Linked DNA regions of Mus musculus: regions 1 and 2 are each linked to region 3. A link is a contact called in public ChIA-PET data. All regions are on one chromosome and are shown on one strand. The core of a region is the stretch at or near the end of the contact, and the rest is flanking DNA. Distances in the headings are between cores, read along the strand shown.

What was found. ChIA-PET counts read pairs in DNA pulled down with a chosen protein or histone mark.
Region 1: a contact with region 3 is called in an RNA polymerase II ChIA-PET map of memory CD8 T cells, with 8 read pairs. The contact joins two enhancer-like sites. A contact is called at or near these places in 1 of 39 promoter capture datasets (pre-B cells), 1 of 484 Hi-C or Micro-C datasets (embryonic stem cells) and 1 of 115 datasets of contacts at active chromatin or transcription factors (memory CD8 T cells).
Region 2: an RNA polymerase II ChIA-PET map of memory CD8 T cells shows a contact between it and region 3, with 14 read pairs. The contact joins two enhancer-like sites. A contact is called at or near these places in 2 of 115 datasets of contacts at active chromatin or transcription factors (memory CD8 T cells and microglia) and 2 of 9 other capture datasets (embryonic tail and pancreatic islet).

What each region holds. Positions count from the first base shown.
Region 1 is chr12:84,672,169-84,676,568 of GRCm38.p6, forward strand. No RefSeq gene overlaps it. Among named protein-coding and RNA genes, the nearest start is that of Syndig1l, 24 kb to the right of the region's middle. Within about 2 kb of position 3,038, at least 80 of the 459 cell types and tissues checked have an H3K27ac peak or open chromatin away from gene starts, as enhancers often do. A contact at or near this core is called in memory CD8 T cells, where this site is marked.
Region 2 is chr12:85,443,328-85,447,145 of GRCm38.p6, forward strand. No RefSeq gene overlaps it. Among named protein-coding and RNA genes, the nearest start is that of Gm38543, 6.8 kb to the right of the region's middle. Within about 2 kb of position 1,479, at least 75 of the 459 cell types and tissues checked have an H3K27ac peak or open chromatin away from gene starts, as enhancers often do. A contact at or near this core is called in memory CD8 T cells and microglia, where this site is marked.
Region 3 is chr12:85,121,795-85,125,839 of GRCm38.p6, forward strand. It overlaps Dlst (dihydrolipoamide S-succinyltransferase (E2 component of 2-oxo-glutarate complex)), which reads left to right. Exons shown (of 15, transcript NM_030225.4): 8 at 193-345; 9 at 986-1,062; 10 at 1,980-2,077. Among named protein-coding and RNA genes, the nearest start is that of Dlst, 13 kb to the left of the region's middle. Within about 2 kb of position 2,012, at least 91 of the 459 cell types and tissues checked have an H3K27ac peak or open chromatin away from gene starts, as enhancers often do. A contact at or near this core is called in memory CD8 T cells and microglia, where this site is marked.

The DNA of each region.
Region 1 (4,400 bases), core at 1,788-4,287, 450 kb before region 3:
GGATTCCAGGCTCCGGAAGAGACTGAGCAAAGGCCAGAAGGTGAGAATGAGGCAGTGGTCTTCAGTTTGCTTTCAGGAATCTGGGCAGCCAGAGATTAGTGTCTCTGGCTGTGGAAGGGTTGGGTGGGAGAGGCTGGAAGTCATTTAGGGAAATGTCTGCTGGGGGAGGGGAGGGTGGCTTTTTTTTTTTTTTTTTTTGAGATAAGGTCTCCTGTAGCCTAGGCTGGCCTCAAACTTGATAGTTACATATGTAGCCAAGAATAATCTTAAACTTCTGATCCTTTTTACCTCAACCTTCAAGTGCTGGGACTACAGGCATGTGCTCATCTACCCGGTGCATGTGATGCCGCGGGTGGGGACCAGGGCTCCCTTCATGTTACACAAGCACTCTGCCAACGAGCTACACCCCTAGTCCCTAAAGAAAAAAAAAGTTAAGAAATTTCATACAGTTATTTACTAACCTCCCCCCACCCCTTATCTTATTTTACTTTGACGAATATTCTCAGTTTGCAACCCAGATTGCCCTGGAACTCATGCATAGACAGCCTGGCCTCCAACTCGTAGCAACCCTCCCGTTTTAGCCTCCAGGGTGCAGGGATTACAGGTGAGTCTGCCACCCAGCTCAGAGCTTGGTGCTGCTGAAGAAGCTATAGAAATATTCATTGGTGTACTGCACACAGCCATCCTTGCGCTCACAAGCACCACCACGTCCCTCAGTTTTGCAGATGGGAAAATGCTGAGAAACAGCTTGCCCAAAGGGGATGCGACTTGAACGGAGGACTTTGTCTTCAGGAAGCTGTGATCCTCAGGCTGCCATTATTCTGTGTCCCTGTCCACCTCTGAGTAGAAGTATTTAGGTACAGGACTGGGAGAAGTGTCTAGAAAGTGGCTTCATGGGGGTTGGAGAGATGGCTCAGTGGTTAAGAGCACTGCTCTTCTGAAGGTCCTGAGTTCAAATCCCAGCAACCACATGATGGCTCACAACCATCCATAATGAGATCTGACACCCTCTTCTGGTGTGTTTGAAGATAGCTACAGTGTACTTAGATATAATAATAAATAAATAAATATTTTTTAAAAAAAGAAAGTGGCTTCATATGGGACGGATGTAACCTGTGGGTGGCAGCAGTCATATGCTCCCGGGGCCTGTGTGTCCATTTCCTATGATACAGGCTTCTGTAGCCTCAGTCTCCCTGTCTGTAAGATGGGAACAGGAAAAGCCCTCTCTGTGGTAGTTTGTTTTTTAAAGGCCCTTTGTGTACTTGAGATGCCATGTCAATCTATGTGTCTGCCCCCACTTCACTGTGATGCGAATGTACCCATGTCACCTTATCTTCTGGGATGCTTCTGAGGAGACCTGCTCTCTGGGAGTTTCTGCCATTTCCTTGCAGAGCTGGAACTGGCTCTGAAGCCAGCTATGCCTTTCAGAGCATGCAGGGTTAGTTCCAGGGACAGAGGCTGGAATGTTGGAAATTCAAATGAGTTGCATGAACACCTTTTATTTTTGTTCCGAACATCCGAGTCTCCCTGTGGGGACTCCTCTGCCCAGAGTGGTTCCTCCCCTTGTGCAGGAGAAGATGTGAGAGCCCCTGGGGACAGGATGAAGCAAGGTTATCACCCTTTCACCCACCAAAAATAGCAAGGACCAGGGTGTCAGCCCTACAGAGGGGATGTGGGGGGGAGCCTTTGAACCAGGAGATACATAGGAGCTAAGGCTGAGTCTGTTAATGTTCAGGAGGGTGGCAGCAGGTGGTCCTGGGTTTTCTTTGCCTCCAGAAAGGCTGATTCCACCAGCCCAGATCAGCAGTGCCAGGGCCTGGGTAGCGAGGCCAGAGGTTAGCTCATAACCTGCTGTGTGACACTGGGTAACCCATCCTTTCAGGGTTTCCATCGTTCCTTCCGCAGCCCGGTCATCTGTGGCATGATCACTTACAGTTCCTTCCTTCGCAGCGTCCCAGGGATTCATGCCCTGAAAGACTTGAATACTGTCTTGTTGCAGTTCTTCTTTAGAGTGGGGTTCGGGCCTGGTCAGTTTGTGACCTGGGCTGAGATCATTAAAAAGCAGCAAGAATATTTGGTTGTGAAGATGGTGGGTTTCCTACAGCTCCGTCCTGGGGGAGCTGCTTTAGGGAGGGAGAGGCTGTGAGCACAGATACAGCCATGAAGCCTTCATGGCCAGGGACAGATGGATATTTAGCCATCAGGGCAGTCCAGGCACAGACCTATGTAAGCATTTGGATATGGGAGCTAGTGGCTATCTGCTAACTCTGTTTTTGTTTGTTTGTCCAGTTGTTTTGCCCCACTCCATCCCAGCCACACCTCCCACAATCCTTCTTCCCCATCCCCCTCTCCTCATAACTGCTAACTTTTTTTTTTTTTTCGAAAATGGCTAACTTTTATGTTCTAGGGTAAGAAGAGATTTGGGGTCCTGGGCCCATGGCCAGGGCAACAGAAAGTGAAGTATTTGAAAGGACAGAGCCTCCTTATTCACTGGTATGAAATCATGTCACCATTTTGACAATCTGTGTGACTATATGAAGACTCGGTGTCCCATCGGCCTGCTTATGGGGAGGGCAGGTCAGAACGGCTGCTGAGCCTTGGAACTGGTTCCTAGTCGTCAGAAAAAGGCCTTTTCTTAGAATGGAGACAGGCTGTTGTCCTTACTTGGCCAGTCTCCCACCCTCTTGCCTGCCCTGGGGCGGTAGGAAAATGGCTTTCTCACCAGGGCACTCCTCGTGCCTTTCCTCACAGGACCCCTTGGCTTTACTAAGAAAGGAGCTTACTTACCAGCTGCCAAACCCCAGGCCAGGTGGCCTCAGCTCCACTTCCCCTCCCAGCACGACTGTCCCCCTCTGCCACATACCTCATACACTAAGCAAGGATGTTTCTGTTTCTTATCTTCATCTCAGAAAGCAAACCTTGTCATGGAGTTAGAAGGTCGAGGGGCAGTGGGGGCAGTGAGGGGGACCCTGAACTCTTGGTGTGTGTGATGGTGGTGGTGGTGGTGCTAGCCGCCAGACTTCCCTGTGCAGCAATTTCGGTTTCTATTTTAAACAGTTTGGGTTGGTTGCTTCCCTGCCTTCCTGCTGGGTGTTTATAGTGAGGAAAATAATTGGTAATATTTGCACAGATGTGCCGGCACTGCAGCTCATCACAGGCACCTTTACCCAGGGGACTGCCCCAGCCCCAGCCCCCCAGTCTCTCTGCCAGTCAGAGGAACCAGCCGACAGCCCTGGGCCTCGGGCAGGAGGCGCAAGCAGGGCTGAGAAGCAGGAGGACTGAAGTGCCCCAGGCATGCCAGAGGCAGGACTCATCCAGAGTGGGGGAGAGTGGTTGCCTGTGCTCCAAGGACTCTAGGACAAGCCCAGGCTCCACACAACAGGCCCTTCCCAGGAGGAGGAAGCCCCCAGAGCCATTTCTCACCCCATCATCTTTGGTAGACCCTGAATTTGTATCTGAGGGTAGGGATGGAAGGGAGAAGGCTGTGTGGAGGATGGGGTGGGGGTGGGGCGGGGAAGACTAGAGTTAGAAGCAGCAAATCAAACTAGTAAGAGTGGTGTATGTCTATATGAGGCAGCCTGAGAGACAGACTGAGACTCCATCTTAAGAAAGAAGGGAAGAGAGCTTGGTAGTGTTTGCCTTTAAGCCTTTAATCCCAGTACCGGGAGGCAGAGGCCAGCCTGGTCTGCAGAGTTGAGTTCTAGAATAGCCAGGGTCTTGAAACCCCTCAAAAAGGGCAGGGGTTGGAGAAAAAGAAAAAAGAGAAAGAAGGGAAGAGAGAAAGGAAAGGAGGAAACAAGGGATGGAGGATACTGGAAGCCATTTGTCTCTATTTCCTTCTTCTCAAGGCCCACAAGCATACTGAAAGACAGGGAAGGGAGTAGATGTTGTCTGGGCTGTGAGGCAGCCTGCCTAGTTAGGCCTGGGGTCTTGAGCCAGCCTAGAGAAGGAATGGGGGGGGGGCGTGGAGCTGGGTGAGAGTCCTCAGCATCCTTCTTGGTCTCTTGAGTATTCACGTGCTGCATGCAGTCTGCATGGTGCACAGCTGGGCCTGTTTGTAGGAGTGTATATATGCAAATATGTGCACACATGGATATGAATGTGCATGTGTGTGTGAGGGTTTGGGTTTCTTCGAAGCTAACCCTGAGAAACATCCAATGGGGAGCCATTTCAGCCAGTGCAGAAGGGCAATGGGAAAGAGGGAAGCAGCTAGTGAGGGCCACTGGTTACCAATGAACTGCTTCAGTGAAAGGTAGAAAGAGGTCCTACTGGGGACCCCAGGAACTAGGGGCAATACACCTAGTCTCCAACCCAAGGGGCAAGACATCAAAGCTATTCACCCACCCTGGCTCAGTGCCCTATCTTGTGTCAACCCTGAAGAGCACTCTGGTTCTACCCTG
Region 2 (3,818 bases), core at 229-2,728, 320 kb after region 3:
AGGTATCAGTAGGACTCACCACGGTCATGTGCCCATATCTGAACCAATCACTATGGTTGGAAAATTGAGCAAGGATCTGATTGGTCATACCTTTGTTGTATATCTACTGGGGAGGCAGGCCATATAGTCACCTTGATGTACTGCAGAGACTAAGACAAAAGTGGGTGATTGCCTGAAAGATAACTGGAGTCCAGTTGCAGAAGAAGCAGGAATGAGTGTTAGATGACAAAGCAAGAGGTCTAATACAGCCAAACATGGTGACAAATACCCATAATCCCAGCACCCAAGAGGGTGAAGAATTCAAGGTCAACCTGGGCTACATAGCATGACTGTTATATCAACATAACCAAATGAGTCCCTGGAGAGATGGCTTGGTGGTTAAGAGCGTTTGTCCTTCTTGCAGAAGACCCAGTTTCAATATCCATCACCCACATCACATGGAGATTCACACTGATCTGTAGCTCTACCTCCAGGAGATTCAAAGTCTTTTTCTGACAACTGTAGGCATGAAGCACACATGTGGGGTGTATGTGTGTACATGTGTGTGGGTGTGTATGTACATGCAGGCTAAACGCTCATACACATAAAATAAAAGAATCTAGAAAAATGTAAGGAACCGAACAAGGGCCAGCAACATGGCTCACTGTCACCAAGCCTGACATCCAGAGTTTATTCCTAGGACTTACATAGTGTAAGGAAAGAACCAATTATTGTTGTCCTCTGACCTTCACATGCATACACACACATACACACACACAATAGATAGATAGATAGATAGATAGATAGATAGATAGATAGATAGATCAAATTTAAACAACAACAACAAAGAAAATGCCATAGTTTTCATTATGCTCAGGCTAGGAAAATACATAGTTGTCTTTAGGGTAGCAGACCAATCACTTAGAATCAGAGGAACCACATTGGATAAGCCAAAACCAAGGATGGAGTATACAGACTTGGGGTGTCAAAGGCTTCCATCTCTGTCCTGGGGAATAGCAGCTTTGTGTCTGCCTTTCCCTCACACGTGATAAAAGCCTGAAATTGCAAACACCCCTTGACTTCAGGCAGATAGCACAAAGGAATAGATCCCTGCATTAGCCCCGCCCCGCCCCCACATCGCTGCTGGGCAGCTGCTTTTCCCCCCACAAGGCCCATGCGTGAATCCGGACTCCAAGTCTTTGCATGAACGTGCTTACAGCCTCTGTTTTTAAACGCCGAGGGATTTAAAAACATGCTACATGGGCCAAAACAAACACACATATTAACAGGTCAGAATCTGCCATGTCCCCTCTTCCCTCCAGTAGGTGACATCTGAAAGAACTGTGTTGATACTTCTCTTTTTATAGCATATCAAATCAGTGCTCCAGTCCGCAATGGCCCAGTGATAGCCCTCCTGCCCAAAGTTCAGCCCTTTCATCTCCACTATCTAACTCAAATCTGAAAAACACCAAGTGGGCGACGAAAGGCAAGGAACATCACGGTGACAACTGTACTTTCATTTCCTGGCGGGGGTGTGGTTACATTCACAACTTCTGTGTGACTCTAACAGTTGGAGGGTTTTTACATTCAATTTCCTGTTTCCTTTTCTTAATAAAGAAAGGAAAAGCGGGGCCCCTGCAGCAACTGTTCTTAGGGTTCCAAAGGGAGACACCATGGGGGTTCCAAGTTGGCCACAAGCAAGTACAAAACAAAACCTAAACCCCAGCAAATAGCAGTAGGAGGAAGGGTGGAGGCGGGGCGGGGGAGGGGGGCCGTCGATGTTTTCATCCGCTCAGGCAGCAATTTTCCACCTCACTACGCCCATCAGACTTGTGGCCATCTCCTCTCCGTTTCTGAGATGCTGGGATCATTTCCCACGAAGGTTTACAATGTACTGATGGGGACAGTGGTAGTTGCGGTACCTATCCCATTTCAGGGACTGTTGTGAGTTCTAGCACAACCTCTCTAAGAAGCACTTCTGCTGTATGCATGAGGGAACAGAGGCATCTTGGAGGTGCTGTTATAATTTGCCCAACTGTCCTACTTAGCTTTAACTGTCAGCTTGACCCAGCTAGAGTCATCAGACAGGAGAACCTCAATCATCGAAGAATTGGCTAAATCAGATTGGCTAAATCTGGGGCTGTCTGGGCGGTGGAGGGGGGGGGGGGGGAAAGGAGACCTCTCTTGATTGTTGATTGATTTCCAGAGGATCCAGCTCACTGTGAACAATGCCACTTCCTGTCCATGTATGTGTTCCTGGGCTGTAAAATGAAGCTGTCAGGTATGATTCAACAGGCAAGCCACATTTCTCTTTGGATCTTGCCTCCAGGTTCCCGACTGGAGTTGCCTCAGTGATGGCCTGGAAGTGTTCAATGAAAGAAACCTTTTCTTCAACAAGATGCTTGCTGTCAGAGTGCGCTGTCACAGCAATGAAAGAGACTAGAGCACCAAACTCTCAAATGACCGAGGTGGTGGCTCATTCTTCCATTCATTAAATTCTCATGGATCACCTATTTATCGAGAAGGCATTTCCAAAAGGGTTCCAAGACAGGGTACCTGGGCTAAGAATGAGTCCTGCTTGCCGAAAACAGCCTGTGTAGAGTACATGTTTGGCATATATCTCTTGAAGTTGTTTATATAAATTCTTATGTGCATCTGTCATGTGCATGTATATGCATCTGACTATTCATATATGCATATATATTCATATATGCGTATGAGCACTACAATCATGGAGTGATCTTAGAGGCTGAAGGAGGGCATAAGATCCACTGGAGCTGGAATTACAGCAAGGTGTGAGCTGCTCTATATAAGTTCTGGGAATTGAACTTGAGTCCTCCGCAAGAACAGCAAACCCTAACCCTGACTTTAACTCTAACCCTAACCTTACACCTATGCCTAACCCTTACCCTAATCCTAACCCTAACTCTTGCCCTAATCCTAGCCCTAACCCTAAAGCAAGTGCTCTTGACTGCTGAGCCTTCTCTCCTGCCCTAATCAGACTTTTAATTAGCACCTACTGTGTGCCTGATTCTAGGCTGAGGCTAGAGGGACACAAAGAGGAATGCAGAGTAGCCTTGACTCCTAAGGCTTGTTGCTTAGTTAGAAGGCAGTCTATACAGTCAGTAAAGCCCACAGTACAAGATGCTGACCAATAAGAACCAAGGTCAGTGGTCCAGACAAAATCCAGAGTGGTTTTTCCAGACATAGTGCCACAAGACTTTAGTTCCAGAACTTAGGAGGTGGAGCAAGAGAGTCAGGAATTCAAGGACACTGTTAGCTACTTGGTAAGTTTGAGATCAGCCTGGGGGCACTTGAGACCATGCTTCAAAAAAATAATCTCTTTTTTCATAAGGATGTTGGACTGACTATTCTAGATTGGAGCACCAAAACAGTGAAATTGTGTGTGTGTGTGTGTGTGTGTGTGTGTGTGTGTGTGTGTATTGTCATGCCCATACCCACATGTGTGCAACAGATGGGAAGAGCACAAATAATATCGGAGGTAGGGATGTAGCAGGAAGGGGGCAAATCAGAGCTCAAAGAGGGTGTAGAAAGAAGAAAGTGTGTGGTATATATGGTACTGCATAATTTGGCAAAGGAGCCCCTGTTGTAGCAGTCACATGAGAAGCCAGGCTCTGCACCTTCCTACCCATGTGACCCTAATTCATATATTTTACTTGTAGTAAGCCTTGGTTTCTCAACCCATGAGGTGGGCAGAATCAACAAAATGACATAGAGTTGTGCCCATCCTCCTTGGTCTGTCTGTGGGGGTATCCCTGCAGCTCACTGTTCCACTAGAACAGCGGAGAGATGTGTGTGACCACAGCGAAACCAGAAAC
Region 3 (4,045 bases), core at 762-3,261:
GAGAGTAGTGGCTCGTGTCACTGTGTATCACTTGATGCTTTGCCTATAGCAAGGACCTAGGAGACATTTGTTTGAGGCTGGAAATAGACCTTTCTCTCTGAATCCTCTTTAGTAGCTGTGGTTAATTGCCTTCCATGGAGTGGTGCCAATGGCATTCTCTCTCTCTCTCTCTCTCTCTCTCTCTCTGTGCAGCTGCTCCTGCTAAGGCCAAACCAGCTGAAACTCCTGCTCCAGCCCACAAAGCAGAGCCCGCAGCACCGGCGGCCCCTCCTCCCCCCGCAGCACCTGTGCTCACTCAGATGCCACCAGTGCCCTCACCCTCACAGCCTCCTTCTAGCAAACCAGGTAAGACCCTGTAACAGAATACTTCACGGAGAGCTACTTAGATTTATTTTAGCTTGTTTTGAGGATGAAGAGTCCTTTATGTCAGGGAAGGTGTGGTTTCAGTGCACGGCAGATGGTCACGTGGCCATTGCAGCCAAGAAAGTTTGTCTGCTGCTCCATTCACTTTGTTAGCTAAACGCTACTCACTTCCAGACCCCAGCCCACATTACAGTGCTGCCTGTATTCACAGTAAGTCTCTCCACTCTGAGAGCAAGAATTCAGTTTCTCTGGAAAAACTGTTATAGACATGGCCAGGCTTTTATCTTCCCAGTGGTTCTAAGTCCTGTCAAATTGACAGTCAAGATTAATCCTTACAGTCTCTGACTCCCAGGGAGAAGGGACTTCGTGTCCCTCACAGTTACAGTCTGATGCCATGGCTCTGAATACACCAAGTTTGCTGAAGAACTGGGTTTGCAAACCAGCCTTCTATTTATTTGCTAACCATATGACACTAGTTTAATTACTTCTATGACTAGATTGTTCATCTGCGAGTTTGGAATGATGCTGATAAACTTTAGTATCTTGAGGGTAAAGGGTTAATACGGTGCAGAAAGTATTGCTGTCCGTGTCCGATGTAGCTGTGCACTCTCTTCATTTTCAGTGTCTGCAATAAAACCCACTGCTGCCCCTCCACTGGCTGAGGCAGGAGCTGCTAAAGGTCTGCGTTCAGAACATCGGGTAAGCCTCCGACAACTTCCAGGGAAGTGGCAGAGAGTCGCTGTGGAGAGTAATGGAGTGTGGTCACCGTTAGAAAGGGCTGGCACCTCTTTGCCTTGGCCTTGAGAAGGGGGAGAAAGTTACTTGTTCATGGTCTCGTGACTGTCAGAGGGAATAACTAGAACTCAGTGTCTCCCGAATGTTGGGGTTTCTACTGTATTGTGCTGTTGGTGAAATGCTTCCACTGAGTAAAATGTCTGCAGAGAATAGACGCACAGCCCCTCTCCCCACAGTGACACGCATGTCACAGCGGTAGTCACAGCAGTAGTCTGCTGAGCGCTCTCTCTCTCTATACTTCCGGGATATTTCGCCGCAGCTGGGGAGCCAGTGGGGCCAGATTGTTGCACTGTAGCAGTACTCTGTCAGAGGAGACAGAACCCTCAAGGAAGTATGGTCAAGAGTGTGGGTTCTTTGCCTGAGAATGCTTCCTAAAAATACCATAGCTTCAAAAGCTTGCTTTAGAGTTTCCGTTCCCCAAGTAGTTATTCTCACGCCAGTCTTTATCAAGAGAAGTCGCCCTTTCTGAAATGACTCTTAAGCTGGCTGGATCTACACCACAGTCTTCCTTTTGTAAATTGGTTTTGGTTTTTAAATCACACTATTTCCTGAGCTTCTGTTCTTGGTCAAATTTCAGGTATAGCTGAGTGAAAACCTTGGTCTCTGAGTCTGTGTTTTTGCTGGGGCTACTCCAGAAAGGGAAAGCCTCTAGCTTTAACTGTAGTGATTGAGCCCAGCACTGTGGCACATGCCATGAATCCCAGTACTTTAGGAGGTAGAGGCGGGAGGGTCTCTGGTGCTTGTCATCCATCGCTGACAGGCTGAGTCCTCTCACTGACTAGGGATGGTCTCATGGTCAACTCGTTCCACTTCCCTTTCAGGAGAAAATGAACAGGATGCGGCAGCGCATCGCCCAGCGTCTGAAGGAAGCCCAGAACACGTGTGCAATGCTGACGACTTTCAATGAGGTTGACATGAGGTGGGATCTCTAGTCCCTCTAGTCCCCACATCTGTGTTTCTAGAAGTAGAACGCGGGAACTTGCTGTAGCCCTTATCAGTGCTGCTTCCAAAACTAGCTTGACCTGGGAGAGGTATTTATTTCTCTGCTTAGCTCCTTGCTGACTTATACAGCATGACCCACTGGCTTAATTTGCTAGTTTACTTCTCTAATACTATGGAATGAATTAGAAAGCGTGTAAGAAAATAGTGAGCTTTACTGCAATGTAAAAAGCTTAGTTTTTTGGACTTTCATGCCTGAACTATTATGGTCTCTGATAAATTATCCTAGGGTAATCATTTTTGTTTAGGCTTTTATATTTACTTTTACTTATGTATATGTGTGAATTTGGAGCAGGGGTGCCAACAGAGGGCAGAAGAGGGATCCCTTAGAACTGGAGTTACAGGTCTTGGGGGCTCACTGACATGAGTACAAGCCCACATTTGGGTTCTCATAACTGCTCCAGTCCCTGTTTGGTTTTTGAGACAGGGTCTCAAATATATAGTCCTAGCTGGCCTAGAACTCACTATGTAGACCAGACTGGCCTTGAACTCACAGAGATTTGCCTGCTTGTGCCTCCCAAGTACTAGGGTTAAAAGTGTGTGCCATTATGCCCAAGCTGGTTGGTTGGTTGGTGGGTGGGTTTTGAGACAGTGTCTCATGTTGCCTGAGCTGGGCTTGAACTCTCTGTAGCTGAGGATGATGGTGATGGTGCTGCCATGTCCTGCTGCTAGTAATGGCCCACTTCTTGCTACCCCTTGGAATGGGAACCCTTCACAATGTGCCTAAAAGGACACCACACTCTCCTTCTTTCTGACAGTGATTGTTTCTTGTATAGTTCCCAAGCAACTCAGAATCTAGCAGGCAAAAGGACAGAAACCTGCCACCTCTTACTCTACCCTGTTTGGATTATGGAATTGGAACTAAATTAAGTTCCTCTGTGTGTGTGTGTGTGTGTCTGTCTGTGTCTGTGCAAGCAAGCACATACATATGTACGTGTGGGAGTGTGTAGGTGTGCATACATGCATATAAAAGCCAAAGATCAATTTCAGTTGTTGTTCCTGGGAGTCATCCACCTTGTTTATTAAGGCAGGTTTCTACTGGCCTCGAGTTTGTTAATAGGCCAAGCTGACTAGCCAGTGAGCCCCAGGGATCTGCGCGTCTCCTACGTCTATAACTCTGAGATTTCATGTGTGCCACCAAACCCAGGATGGTTTGTTTGCTTGGTTGGTTTTATATGGATTTTGGAGTTCAAACTCAGGTCTTCATGCTTACCTGGGAACGAGGATGTCTTCCCTAGCCCTAACAGTTAAACTCTAAAATGTAAAAACCCCCAGTTCACTATACCCATTCCTGTAATGGCCTAATGGTTGATTTCCTTGTTTTTTTCAAGATTTTGATATATCTAAGTATCAGCATTTTGGGAAAGAGAAAATAGTTTTATTTAACAAGTATTTTAAGTGTTTATCATATGCAGATTACTAAAGTGAAATTTAAGGAGTTATGGAGATGAGTGTAAAAGCTCTTTGGATCTTGCCGGGCGTGGTGGCGCATGCCTTTAATCCCAGCACTCGGGAGGCAGAGGCAGGCGGATTTCTGAGTTTGAGGCCAGCCTGGTCTACAAAGTGAGTTCCAGGACAGCCAGGGCTACACAGAGAAACCCTGTCTCGAAAAAAACAAACAAGCAAAAAAGCTCTTTGGATCTTGCTATCTCATTTTGGTGAACACTAAATAAAATCTAGAAGAAAAAAAAGCATCAAAAAGATAAAAATGAGTATGAAGTGGAGAAGGGAGTGTTGTTTGCTTTCGGAGTTTGAATGACAAGCATGTAAGCCAGGGAGAGTGTGTCATCTGTCATCCTGGTACTTGAGAGGTGGAGGCAACAGGACCAACAATTCAGGGTTCACCTTAGCTGCATAAAGTTCAGAATGAGAGCCTGTCTCAATTTAA